Linked DNA regions of Athene noctua: region 1 is linked to region 2. A link is a contact called in public Hi-C data. All regions are on one chromosome and are shown on one strand. Each heading gives the region's core, a stretch centred on a gene start, on an enhancer-like site or on the middle of the called end of the contact. The rest is flanking DNA. Distances are from core to core; before and after follow the strand shown. Region 1 holds the start of REXO5 (RNA exonuclease 5). Region 2 holds the start of CRYM (crystallin mu).

Region 1 (6,355 bases), core at 405-2,904, 180 kb before region 2:
GGGACATAACATCAACATAGTAGTAGCGTCCTGTACTGCTGGACAGGAGACGCAGGCTGATGAAGTCTCTGTACATGAAAAGCACTAGGGTTGCTGCAATGGGACGTCAAGATAAGTGAATGCCTGTTGTTATTAAAGAATGACTTCCCATGGGTAAAGATCTCAAAGACCTCATTAAATCATTTAGACACATTAAGAACTGTGACACAGTTCACTACATGTAAAGCAGAAAAATGTAACGAGACCCTGGAGACAAAGATGTAGTGAATGTCAGCATTCAATGAATTTTATATTTTCAGTCTTATCCCAATATTGCACATACCCAGAAACCAAGGATTTTGGCTGCCTAGAAGTGAAAACACAATCTCACTAGCACCACCAAATGTTAATTTTTTATGTGGGCTTACTCCATAGAAAAAGCAAATGAAAATTTTATTTACCTGTCCAAGTAACAAAGGTACATGCTTTTGCTTCTGAAGTAGCATTACTTAGAATATCTGTACTGAATATAATTTTCTTCTCATTTTGTATCTTTTGAATCCATTTCAAAAACTGTGATAAACAAATGTTTAGAGGGACTCCTTCGTCAACTTGATTCTTTATGAAACAAAACAAGATGTATGTTAGTGTGCACTGAAATTTGAGGTTTATTTCTTTTTAGCCCTTTAAAGGCCTCTTTAAATAAAACAGTAAATAGCGATTATACTGGTGTAAAATAATGCTAAATAGCAATCATACCTGTGTTATGCCAGTTAGTTCTGTACAAAATTCAGAGAGAATAGGATGCTCCTGGGGCTGGACATATGTGTGGAACTCAGATTCAATCTCTCCCGTTGAAGTGTTTAACAGGACTGCTGGAAATTCAACTGTGACAAAAACAAAATGAGGAAAAACAACCTAAAAAACCCCAGTGCCAGGAAGGTTAAAGCTGTTCACAGGAACTATTCCATGTGCTTTAAACTGGGGTGGAATCGCCGGGCGTTATTAAGAGCACAATGTACTGAAGACACGACGTTTAAAGCCGCCTCCTGGCATACGCACGCCAGGCCCCGGGCACCCCCCCCCCCTTCCTTCCTCCCTCCCCTCCCTCCTCCCCGGGCCGCCGCCCGCCCCGCACTCACTGATCTCGGGGCCGCCCCGCCCCGGGTCCCGCCAGCACGTGGCCTCGAAGTCGATGACGATCAGGTACCCGAAGCGCTGCCCCGCCGCCGCCCGCGCGCTGCTCCGCGCCCGCGCACTGCTCCGCGCCAGCCCCAGCTGCCTGCGGACCGCAAGGGCACCGGCTCAGCATCCCCCGTGCCGAGGGGCCGCCGCATCCCCTCCCCTCCGCGCCTGGGGGGGCGGGCGGCCGCTCCCACCCCGCTGCCGGTCCCTCCGGCCGCCATCAGGGCCTCTCCCGCCACCGCCGCCCACGGTCCCTTCAAGGGCCTCAGGGGGAGGGCCCCGCGCCCCCCCAGTGCCTGCCCCGCGGCCCGCACCTGGCCAGGCGCTTGGTGGCCATCTCCGCCCTCAGCGCCGGGCGGGCGGGCAGCCACCAGCCCGGAGCGGGCTCGGCGCCGCGGCGGCCATTTCAAACCCCCCGCCGGCCGCAGCGGCTCCGCCCCCACCCGCGCTCTCGGCGGATCGGCTGCTCCGGCCTTGCCCGCAGGCAGGCGCAGGTAGCCGCGTGCCGAGACCGCGTGTTCCGCGGGGCCCGCAGAGCCCGGCGCGGCTCAGGTGGGATCCGCGGCCGAGGTCCCTCCTCGGGGCTCTGGGGGAGGGGGCGGCCGGAGATCGGCCCCACGGCGTCCGGGCTGCGGGCGATCCCTTCTCCCGGTGCTGCCTGGGGAGCCCCGGCCGTGGGCAGGCGCTAGGGCCTGTCCCGGGGGGGGGGAGTGGCTGGGGCTGCCGGGCTGTGAGGGGCCCTGGTGGCATCGCCCTGACCCCGCGGTGCTCTCCTCTAGGCCATGGCAAAGGCCGTCTGCCTTAACGGGTACAAAAGGCCCGCCGGAGCCGCTGCGGAGGCGGGGGAACGGCCGGCGGCTCGGAAGAGGAGGAAGGCGGATGGCGGCGGCCGGGGCCCAGAGGTGAGCGGCAGAGCGCGCCCGGTGCACTGCTGTGGGGACAAGGCCGCTGGCCCGCGCCTGTGCGGTATTTCTCTTTTACAGCCACGGTTTTGGTACATTTATTGCATCACACGTCGGATACTGGAAACTCAGCAAAACCGTGTTTTTCTGGCAGTCTAGGTAGGGGGTTGACTAAAGATAATGCCAAATGGCTTAGGTTCTGCTCCAAAAAATATGGAAATGAACTCATTTTGGGTGTTAGGCATTTCTATTTAAGGAATTTTGTTAAAAAATAAATACACTCTCCTCTTTCCTAATACACTTTTTCCTAAACAAAGTAGATCTTGAAAGGAGCATTGTATCCACTCAGCACATTCACAACCGAAGGATGCAAATTATCCCAAAGTTTCAACCTCATGGTAACACTTTACTCAGCCGGGTTACAGCTTCTTTAGTGCCCCGTGTGGGACGAGAGTAAGCGTGTCAGACCTGTGAGATCAGTCTTATTTGTACCTGATTAGAGACTGACGTTCCTGCAGTTGGCAGGTAGCCTTTGCTTGGTGAAACAAAACTTCTACTGTTTGGTTGGGGGGTTTTTTGCAGACCTCTAATTAGGCTGTATTGAAAACAACGGTGTCATTTGTCTAACTTAGCATGAGAGATGAGGGACTAGCAATTACACCACCCTGTGTTACTATTATTATTACCAGATGATTCTTAACCACTTGAACCTGAAAGGTTGTCGCCTCTATTTAGCTTTCTTACCCAATGACAAATGGCTTTAAAAGTGCACCAGCTCAGTCCCATGTGGGCAGGCTCTGTCAAAAATTATGAGCCCAAGGCTTGTTAGCATGGTGGGGAAAACACAGATTCTGGTAGTTGTTTATCTTGTGGGATTTGATGTTCTGTAGTGTTCTGTGGCCTTTTTTCTCTTCCCCTATATGTCGTGATGTCTTTTCATCACATAAAGAGCGTCTTTAAAATTTCTACAGCTGAAAAGTGCTCATTGGAACAGCCCATATGGTCAGTGGAGGTCTCCAAAATCATGCGTTTACTTGCTGATTAGCTTTTAGGAGAATCTGTGCATTTAGGCTTAAAGAACTATTGTGTTGAACTGTGTGGCGCAGTCTCTACTCCATCTCATCTTCTTCATGCTTGCTTTCTGCAGTTTTGGATTTTACTGAAACAATTTTTTTCCTGTAGGGGTCAGCAAATCCATCTGCCAAAACAGATCACATAATGTAAATGAAGTAAATGGCTTTTAGCAAAACCTTGCATGAAGCAACAACATGTAACACTTACATAAATGCCTAAAGCCTCTACATCAGCAAGTGGGTGAATGGGTTGAGAGAGCAGAACATAGTGTTTGCAAATCAAATAGCTTTGTCTCCTTACTACATACATCTATTTACATTAATCTTTATTGAATAAATCTTTGAAGTTAGAGTACCTAGGTTACTGAAATATTGATAGTAAATTTAATATTAAAGTGTAATTTGAAAGGAAACTTGCCTATAATGAGTGGAAAAGTTGTTTTAAATGTAGTTGATTGTATTCAAATGTAAATAGTTTCCTTTTACCATATAATTCACTTCATTTTCCATGAAGTTGTGTGATTACATAAAACCTTTCTTTACTAGCATTTCCCTTTCTACAGGAAAAGTCATCTCGTTTGTCAGCAGCTTTATTTGGTGAGGACTGCGAAATCAACCACGATCAGCTCTATGAGTTGTTAAAGTATGCAGCTTTGGGAAACTGCCACAATGCAACACAGCCCAGGTATAACACATTCATATCCAGGAATCAACCCTGTCTTGTGCCCTCATGTGTTGTGAAAACATACCTAAAGGCATATTGGCCATGCTGGTTTTGGAATCCTTGCAACGCAGTTGCCATAATGGCAGCCTGTATTATGTAGATACTACTGTTGTTAGACTTGGCCAGAGACCAGAATTCCCTTTCTGACAAAAATTCTACCCTTTCATAGTTTTGTTTCATGCAGCTTTCAAAAACTAAACAATTTTGTGGCAATGAAGAAGTTTCACACACTGAGAAATGAAATACCATGTTAATAATATGATACAAAAAATATTAACACATTTCATGATAGACATAGTTGACACAGACTAGAGTCTATTCTGGAGTGTTTGGGGAAAAACATTTTAGTCACTTTGCCCTGTTTCAGGGAAGCTTCTCAGCAATGGAAGAGAAAGGCTGAGGAGGGTATATAACCTCAGATGGCAAAAATATGGTGAAATATAACACAAGTTGAGGCAAAAATAATCCCACTTTAGATTTTTAGTAGTGAATAGAAAATGATTTTGTGATAATTATTTTATGCATTCATTCACTAGACTACATCACTACAGCTGAAGTTACTTGTCTGTTCACATTCTGATGCACATTAATAAGATATAACTGTCTTGAAGTGGTACTGCAGCAAAATTTTGCTATAACTCATTCTTTCTCTGTCTCCTATATTCTGGTGCTTCCAGGATTATGTGGCTGTTTGAGATAAGGTATAAAGCCTCTTCTCATTGAAGTCGTTTGGCACTTTGCCATTCACTGACTTAAAAACTGGGCTGGTTCCAAGTTTGTTTTTAAGAGTGCTTGATAATTGTTTTGCTTTGATTTTTTTTTTTTTTTTTTTAACTGCAGCTGGTGCCGTATTTATCACCAAAGCCACCTGGCTGGGGTTGTGGTTATTGTTCTACATGAAACGAGCCAACTCCATTTCTACAAATTCTATTTGCAGTTCAAACACCTCAGAAAAGTGTTCCGGCATGTAAGTTCCCAACCTGTATTGCTGTCTTCTAAACTTTTTCCAATCCTGAAACCATGTCCCAAGGATTAATCGCTGCAGTGAAATCACTGCCTTTTCCAGTAGGAAGTGGCCATCTTTGACTCTCAAAGCAAGCTAATGAGAGGATCTATTTGTAGCCATTGTCAGCTCAGAACAAAGGCCAAGGCTTTGATATTAGAAACAACTTTTCGGGACTTACATCTTTGAAGCCTTACCAGGTGAAACGTGTATTGATGTTTCAGACCTCTGACTGTTACGCTTCCTGCATCTTCAGGATGCCAATGAAATTAAAAAATATCACAGTTAATTTGGAATTTACGCTGAGTGAGGAGACACTCAGTAGAGTTATGCTATTTCCATTGGTTGAAAAATCTCACTTGTACTATTTGCACTTTATGTCAAGTTTCTCCCATTTTCCAAAGGGATTATTAAAATAATTATCTGAGTTACAAGCAAAATTTTTGAAGAAAGAAAGTAGCACTTTGATTCAGACTTCTAGACTTTGATTCTTCTTGAACTGCAGCAAATGCAAATCACAACTTAACTAGAAAGTCTGGAATGTACTTTAGTTTCTGTCAAAGAAAGTCTTGAGATTTGCCTTCTTGAGCATATCAGACAAGGCAAATCTGTCCCTTAGTACAAAGAATCCTGTATCGTATGTCATTAAAATGTGTTGGGTTTGTGTTGGGGTTTTTTTCTTCCTTAGGTAAACACCAAACATATTTCCACTACTTCTTTATCCATCTTGCTAAATTTGGCTGGTTTGGGGATCAAGAAACATCTCATTTGCTTGATATTTCTGCCTCTGTTTCAAAGTCTCTAACACCTCTTTTTTCAGAGATTCACATTATCATCTTCCACTAACTTCCTAGCCAGCCTGTACGGAGAAGGAGCAAACCTGAAACCTCAAAACACCGCACAAGGTATCTGGTTTTGCATCATCTCTTTGAATCATAGTGATTTGCTTTTAACAGTAATTTATGCCTTTGCCTCCTGTGCAGTCCCAGCATGCTGCTATGGTAAACTTGTTTACAAAGGAAAACAGACAGTGGCTTAAACTATGAGACTAGTTACCCTGACTAGTTCAGTAACTCTGTTGGGCTTACTCAACCAAGTAAGTGCAAAATGCAGAGAGTTTTTAACATGTTTAATCTAAAATTCTGATGTTTCATTACCTATTTTGTGATTATTCTAAAATGTATCTAATAAAAGATACAGAGATATAAATTCAATTCAAGCTAAGTAGTTACTCATTTCTTCTTAGTTTTCTTTGTTATACTGAGCAGCAAATCAAGGTAAAGAACAGATGTGTTGATGACTGATTTCCTATTTTTACACTCTTTATAGAGGTGATTGTAATCCAACAGGCTTGTACAAAACCTGCAAGAGACTACAATGCGAACTTCACTGAAATTGTTAGAAGTGTAACAAAGAATCTTGAATTCAGGTCCTAAATGGGAGAATGAACAGCTGTTGCGTTCAGTGTATTGACAAAGTCCTCTAGCAT
Region 2 (6,808 bases), core at 3,056-5,555:
ATGCAACGGCACGAGCCAATGCAAATTCTGGGGCCTCAGCACTCTCTAATATTAGTATAATATATTACACCTCTGTGACTAATTAAGTGTAAAACCATAGTGTTGATGTTTTACACTGGCTGAAAACATGGCTCATAATACCGAAAGCTATCAGTGCTGAAAGTGGTAGCTGCAAACTAGTCCTGGTAGCCCCACACTAAACATTCTTTTTCAATTAACTGAAGCCGTAAATTATACCACAAGCATAATTTGGCATTGTAAGAGCCATAATATGTATGCATCAAGCATTGTAAAAACAGGGATAGTTCTGAGAAACAAAAACTAAAATTAATTTCAATCGTTGCTTTTGGTTTTCTAGTCTACTTCTTGCCTGTGATTCACCAGTACTTGGCAGAAGGAAGGGAGGGCTGCTGGAATCCAGCCCTAAGCTATCCTTGTGTCTTCTTTATGCATTTGCTGGGGCCACTCACTTCTATGTAAAAAGCTTTAGAATTGTCTAGCCTCTTACTTTTTCTGCTGCAAATAAATTGAAAAAAATCTCATTGATCTCATTTTTCAGTAGCAAGAATTCTTTTTAGTGTTCCTTTGAAAGACCCTGAAGCACTAATTTCAAAGGTTCCTTGCATAAAAGCATGGGTCTTTGAAAAGCAAATGCCATAAAGAGGACAAGATGACAACTATGAGCTGAACTCAAACACTCCTGAAAATTTCCCAAAACAACAGACGACAGTGGAGGATCTGACCTTGAAGTCCCTTTGGCAGGCAAGCTCCTTCAAGGCCAGCAGAGCCTTGACTGTGTAAAAACTGTCAGAACTGCCCAAGTATAGACTGGCTAAGATGAATGAGGTCCTATAACCTCATGTCCAAGGCATCCATTGTAAATTGTTCTGTCCCTTGGTTCAGAGGAAGCTCCTGGGGACAGATTCTTCACTCCAATTTTTTGTCAGTTTAGCTCTATTGCCATGGATAGAGTCACACTGGCATGAAGACTGCCATTAACGAAGTGGTGAGATCAGCCTTCATTCTGATGCAAAGCTGATGGGTGAAAACCAGAAGTATTTTTCAGCTCTGGCCCTCTTCTTATTGGCTCATCCTTTGAGGTGAGGACTAAAACCCTGCTGTGCACTAGATGATGACTTGCTCTCTTCCCACTATTAACAGCCCAGCTAAATATAGTTTTAAAAAAGAATTCAAACCCAACAATTTCCAATTGAAATTGAAATGATGTAAATCAACATACAGCAAGGTACACCTCACCTGTCTTCAGACACTGAGGTTTATGGCTGTAGACAGGGACAGTCATCTGGACATCTTCCAGTGACAACAGAGAAACTAAGAGCCGCCTCTGGACAAGTCATCCATCTATCCTGGACACCATCTATCTTAAGAGGACCCACACTGCCCCCTGGAAATGTGCCTTTTTCCTCTTTCTCCAGGTCCAGTGCAAGCCACATGGCATGGCCCAACAGCAGAAGATGTACAGATAAACAAAATTGAATTTATCACATCTACATCACCCAAAGTCATAAAGCAGTATGTTAAAACAAACAGAAAAAAATGACAGAGGAAGACACCTCAGTAAACCCCCAGAAAAGGTACATACCCAGAAGGTACATACATTATCATAAACCTAATTTAAAGCTGGATTTGATGAAAATTCACATACATCATTCCTTCTAGTTAATTTATATAACACCACTAAATTTGTTTTGATTTAGGAATCAGAAGACATACCTTGGTAGCAATTGCAGAAACTGCAGCTGTTCGTTTTGCTGTAATGACACTCCCATCTAGGACCTTTAAAAAAGTTCAAACAAACTGAAATGAACACTGAAAATATAAGTAAATACCACACATATTCATCAGATTTGTGAATTATGTGATATTACAGAGCATAGATAAAAATATAAAATTGGTAATTACTATTATAGCATCCACAAACCATACAGTCACATGTTTAAAACTGGGCAGATTCTCTGTCTTTTCCAGTTCTTCCATGTCATTCCACCAACACAAATGGAGTGAAAACTGGTCAGAGCTAAGCCACCTGTAACTCAAACAGCTCTTTGTGCACTGCACTTCCCTGTCTCTCCAATGCAGGGACTAGATTGCTCTAACTGCAATACTCTGCACTCCAGTAAGACCAGAGACCAGTGCAAGCTGGCAGTCATTCATGGCATCGTCTTGGTCTGCACAAGGGGATGGCGGGGAACCACAGAATTCCCTTAATGTGTATCACACACTGTGGGGCACTCCTGCCTCGATGTGCATTAGCTACTGTATACAAGCAAATTAAGGGGCTTAAAAAGCTGAAAGATTTTCTGATACAGTTTAGGAATAAAAGACCAATATAGTTTTCCTGACCAGTTTTGGCCCTTTAATAATGACTATTACTAAAGCGTAATGAAAATGGTCAATATTCTTTAAAAATTCTTAAATTTTTTAAACAAACAAATCAGACTCTGAATACTGTGCCCTATTATAACAATTGTAAATCTCTTTAGATTTAACTTAAGATGGTTGAAAATCAATTCTTTATTGAGCAAAGGGGTTTTTTCCCTTTCAAACGCAAGGTAAACTATTCTTCATCATTTCTCTCTTCCAGCCACCCTGTAAGCCATCAGATACCCTTCACATCACATGTAGTAGTAAAGAGCAGACAGAGCACAGTTTAACACATACAAAAGATACAATGATTTAGGCCAAATGCTCATGGGGCACAAACACATCTTTGCTGATGATGCAGATAAACTCAGACCAATTTACACCAGCTGTAGCTTCTAAGAATCAGATGGCAGAACTGACAGAACATAAACAGGGAAGAAGGCAGAAGCATACATAAAACTCACAGCTTTCAAAGAACCATTTCTGGGGTCAAATAAGAGGACAGTCGCTTGGTGAGAAGGGACGGACGAATCCTTCTTGTGCTCATAAAAAGTCACCAACTTGGTTGTCAGAGCATCATCTGCGGCACTATAAGCTGGCATGACTCCTAGGAACCTTGTAAGAGAATTACGTACATTACTCATGTACCTTTAGCATGGGAGCCTACAGCGCCGTAGTGGTTAACAAAGGCTACTGACCAGCTCCTCGGTAACCAGGTACCCGGGGCCTTTCCGGGTGCTCTGATTCCTCCCACGCCGTCCCGACCCTTGCCCGCCGCAGCCCGGCCCCCCGCTGCCGCTGCCCCCGTTCCCAGCTCTGGCGGCGCCGCGCCTCCTCCCGCCGTCCCGTCCCGGGCCTCCGCCAGACCGCCCCTCGCAGCGCCGCTGCCCGCCCGCCTCACCCGCCGTGCCGGTGCACCGGCACCACGGTGCGCACGGGCTGCACGACGCCTCCCGCCGCGCCGGCCGAGAAGTTGGCCAGGGCGGCCTCCAGCGCCGGGAGCAGGAGACTGGCCCGGTGCAGGTGCTTCTCCACCTCCTCAGCGCCGATGAACACGGGCGGAGTCGCGCTCATGGCGAGCGGCAGCCAGACGAGACGGACCTACAGCACCGCGCACCGCCCCGCACCGCCACTAAGTACTCGGCGGGGCTCCCCCGCCCCCCGGCCCGGCCCGGCCCCGCTGCCGCCCGCCCCGCGGCGGCACCGCCCCGCGGGCCACCGGGGTCCCCGCTCTGCGCCGCGCTCCTCGTCACCGAAATCGGGAACAAACCTCTTAACGCCGATGCAGCACTGAGAGGCGCATTCTCTTTATCGCGGCGCCGGTGCACGGGGGATCGCTCCCCCTAACGTGCACCCCGAAAGAGAAAGGCACAGTCCTTCTATACAATTAAAAATATATTCGTGTTAATTTCTGAGAAGTACCTGCTTATTTCCAGGGAATTTAGTGCATATGTTAATATTGTGCAAATGTACTAAAATTTGGGGGAGGGTCTCTGAGGGGCTTCCCCGGGGGCCTTCCTCGGTGTGTTGGTCCCTGGTGGGTGCTGACGAGGTGCCTCTCAGCGTCCTTCCCGTGAACCCGGAGCCCTTCTTCCACACAAGGTCTTGTCCTGGCTCATGGCTCCGGCTGTAAAGCTCCTCAGGTTCCTCATCTCGGTTTCAGCAGGTGTCTGCAGGTCTCTCTGCCCTCCCCGGGATGTACCATCACAGTTGCAAAACTTACGCCCCTGGGTGCGCTCTCGCCTGAGGCCCCTCACAACCCCCTGACGGGCACCCACCACCCCGACCCCCGCCAAGGGCCGCACCGCGGCTCGGGGCGAGCTCCGGCGCCCCGGGAACGGCCGCGCCCCCTCAGACCCCGCCGCGGGGGAAGGCGGCCACGAACGGCACAAAACGGGTCCGCTCTGATTTACCGACGGCTGGCCCGAGGGGTGGGGCGGCCCCGCAGGCACCGGCAGGCGGTGGCACTCTGCGCACGCGCACAGCCGCCCCGGAAGCCCGCGAGGTGTCGCTCTACCCCCAAAGCGTGATTGTAACCGCGAGCAGTAGAGTTTGGGTATCCGCTTGCTAGAAAGTCAAAGCGCTATGGGGCGTGTCGGGAAGGCAGAGTCTTCCTCCGGGACAGCCATCTTCTCCTCGCCGGGGCCGAGCTGAGGGGCGCGGAAAGATGAAGGGATTCTCCGTGGTCGCGCGTTCCTTCTCGGTGAGGGCGACCTGGAGGCGTTGTGCGCGGCGGGGCAAAGGCGTTGATGGTCGTGACAGCGGTTGTCCGGCCTCCGGCGGCTGCCGGCGGGCCTGACCCCAGCCAGCCCCGGGGCGGCGAGCAGGACGGGCGGGCAGCGGGCGGGCGGCCGAGCGGGCGGCGTTTGTGTCTGTGGGGCTGTTAGCGAGGGTCGTGGGTGGGGGCTGAGGCCTCGGTCGAGCCGGCAGGGCGGGTGGCGGAGTGGGGCGGCGGGGCTGAAGGTCAGACAGGCCGCGGGCCGGCCTGCGCCCAGCTCCGTCGCTGGGAGCTTCTGGCGGGGCGAGGGGCTCCCCGGGGCTTTTCACCCCAGGCCTCTCCCAGAGTGGCCGGTGAGGCAGGACCTCCGGTATGGCCGGAGAGAGAGGAGGAGCGGTCTGGGAGGGGATCCTTTATCGCTGGTTAAGATCTAGCTCCTTGTGGCAAGGTGGTGCCTTTGGCAAGTGAGGCTCGGCTTATCCCGGAGGTGTGGAAGGGGCAGAAGGTTTGTTCTTCTGCAAAAAAGTCTTGTTGAGCCAGCGGACAGCTGTAATATGTGTTAGGTCTCTGCTGGAAATGCTCTTTAATAAGATGGTGAATGACTTCTGAGTCACAGTATGTGAGTTAATTTTAGATGTGTTCTAGTAACTCATAAATAAGTAGGCTTAGAGGTCAAAAGTAGGTGTCTTGGCAAATTTGTGGTGAGGGAAGAAAGGAGTTTTTCCTAGACTCAGTCACTGAGTAGTCTGTGGCAAAGCAAGGGGAATTATGTCATTGGTATCCCAACAGCTGAGAGCAGCAGTGTTTCTGTTACTCAGTTTTTACTTTGAGATATATGGGATTTTTTTTTTTTTAATGTGAAGAGTAATAAATAAATTTATTTTACAAGTATAAGAAACTTCCAAAAAGGTGAAAGGGATTTCAGATTCGAAATCAATAGTGTTACCATTTCTGTTGGCAGCCACTGAAGGGAAGGCTCTTACGATGTTCACCTCTTTCTTCAATTGGAAGGTCTGCTTCTGGTTATTACACTGCAGTTTGGGGGCTTACATACGTGTCATCTTTGTATGCAGCAGTCAGCGTACATAGGTTGGTGCTCTGAGAGGTGACTCTTCAGGAGTTGAACTGCCTACACCTGATAAATAATCTCCAAAGTTGTGTTATGTGTATGTGGATGCTGTGACTGTTCTTTTAACTGCTATACAGTGGTCCTACAGACCATACAGTATCAGTAGAGATTTCTACTACACAACAGCAAAGAGAGGAGAAAAAAGGCTTTCTTACAGTACTACTTATTGAACTTCCAGAGACCTTGTGTAAGTCATTGCACAGGTTTGAACAGTGATGTAAAAAACAGAGAAATTAAAAGGGAATCGCTCTTTTTACTCTGGGGCTTGAAGTTGATCGTTGTATTTCTACTTTATAATTGGTTGCTTTTTCAATATGTAATGGAACATGTGATCAACTAATTCAGGAAATCCATTCTCTTACGCTTTCTCCTCTAGAAGAGACTTTATTCACTTAAAGTAGCTCCTAAGGTTGCAACCTCAGCAACTGCAGAACGAGTGAAATTATCTCCAGAGTCTGAGGATCTTGAGGTTGGTATGAATACTGGTAATTTTTTTTTTTTCCTTTTTTAAAAATTTATTCTTTAAAACTCAATCAAAGCAGAATTGTGACAGTACTTCCAGTGGATGACTAAACCAATGTTTCGCTTTTTAATACAGATCACAAAATTACCAAATGGCTTAGTTATTGCGTCTCTGGAAAACTTTTCTCCAGCTTCAAGAATTGGTGTGTTTATTAAAGCAGGCAGCAGATATGAAACTTCTAGTAACTTGGGAACTGCTCACTTGCTTCGTCTTGCATCTAATTTGGTAGGTGTTTATTCTCTTTGTTATTATACTGGCAGTAGATGAAATGGTGGAAGGTTTATGATTGTGAAAAGAAACAATATGGCAAAATTTAACATAGGAGATCCCATCAAGTTCAAAAGAATGTACATTGATTCTTGGTTACCAGATTCAAGTGCAGGAGAAATACTATTACTTCCTGGAAGACAGACAGTGACATTTATTTAGAATCATGTTCTCCAGTGGTGTCTTAAACTATATATGTGTGTGTGTGTATATATATATATATATAAAAAATATCTATATCAAGCTATGCACATAACTCATTTTATTTAAGCTGCAGTAAAAGTTA

What was found. A called contact is a pair of places that touch in the nucleus more often than the background predicts.
Region 1: a Hi-C map of heart shows a contact between it and region 2, with 4 times the contacts expected there. The contact joins the promoter of REXO5 here to the promoter of CRYM in region 2. A contact is called at or near these places in 2 of 2 Hi-C or Micro-C datasets (heart and liver).

Annotation. Positions count from the first base shown.
Region 1 is chr15:11,791,981-11,798,335 of bAthNoc1.hap1.1, reverse strand. REXO5 (RNA exonuclease 5) reads left to right here and starts at 1,654. Exons shown (of 20, transcript XM_074919530.1): 1 at 1,654-1,716; 2 at 1,944-2,066; 3 at 3,703-3,824; 4 at 4,704-4,830; 5 at 5,687-5,771. The coding sequence starts at 1,947. It overlaps ERI2 (ERI1 exoribonuclease family member 2), which reads right to left and starts at 1,566. Exons shown (of 8, transcript XM_074918871.1): 1 at 1,479-1,566; 2 at 1,122-1,261; 3 at 739-866; 4 at 441-597. The coding sequence starts at 1,501.
Region 2 is chr15:11,616,510-11,623,317 of bAthNoc1.hap1.1, reverse strand. CRYM (crystallin mu) reads right to left here and starts at 4,305. Exons shown (of 8, transcript XM_074919539.1): 1 at 3,808-4,305; 2 at 2,850-3,000; 3 at 1,735-1,797. The coding sequence starts at 2,987. UQCRC2 (ubiquinol-cytochrome c reductase core protein 2) reads left to right here and starts at 4,454. Exons shown (of 14, transcript XM_074919477.1): 1 at 4,454-4,588; 2 at 6,109-6,201; 3 at 6,331-6,480. The coding sequence starts at 4,553.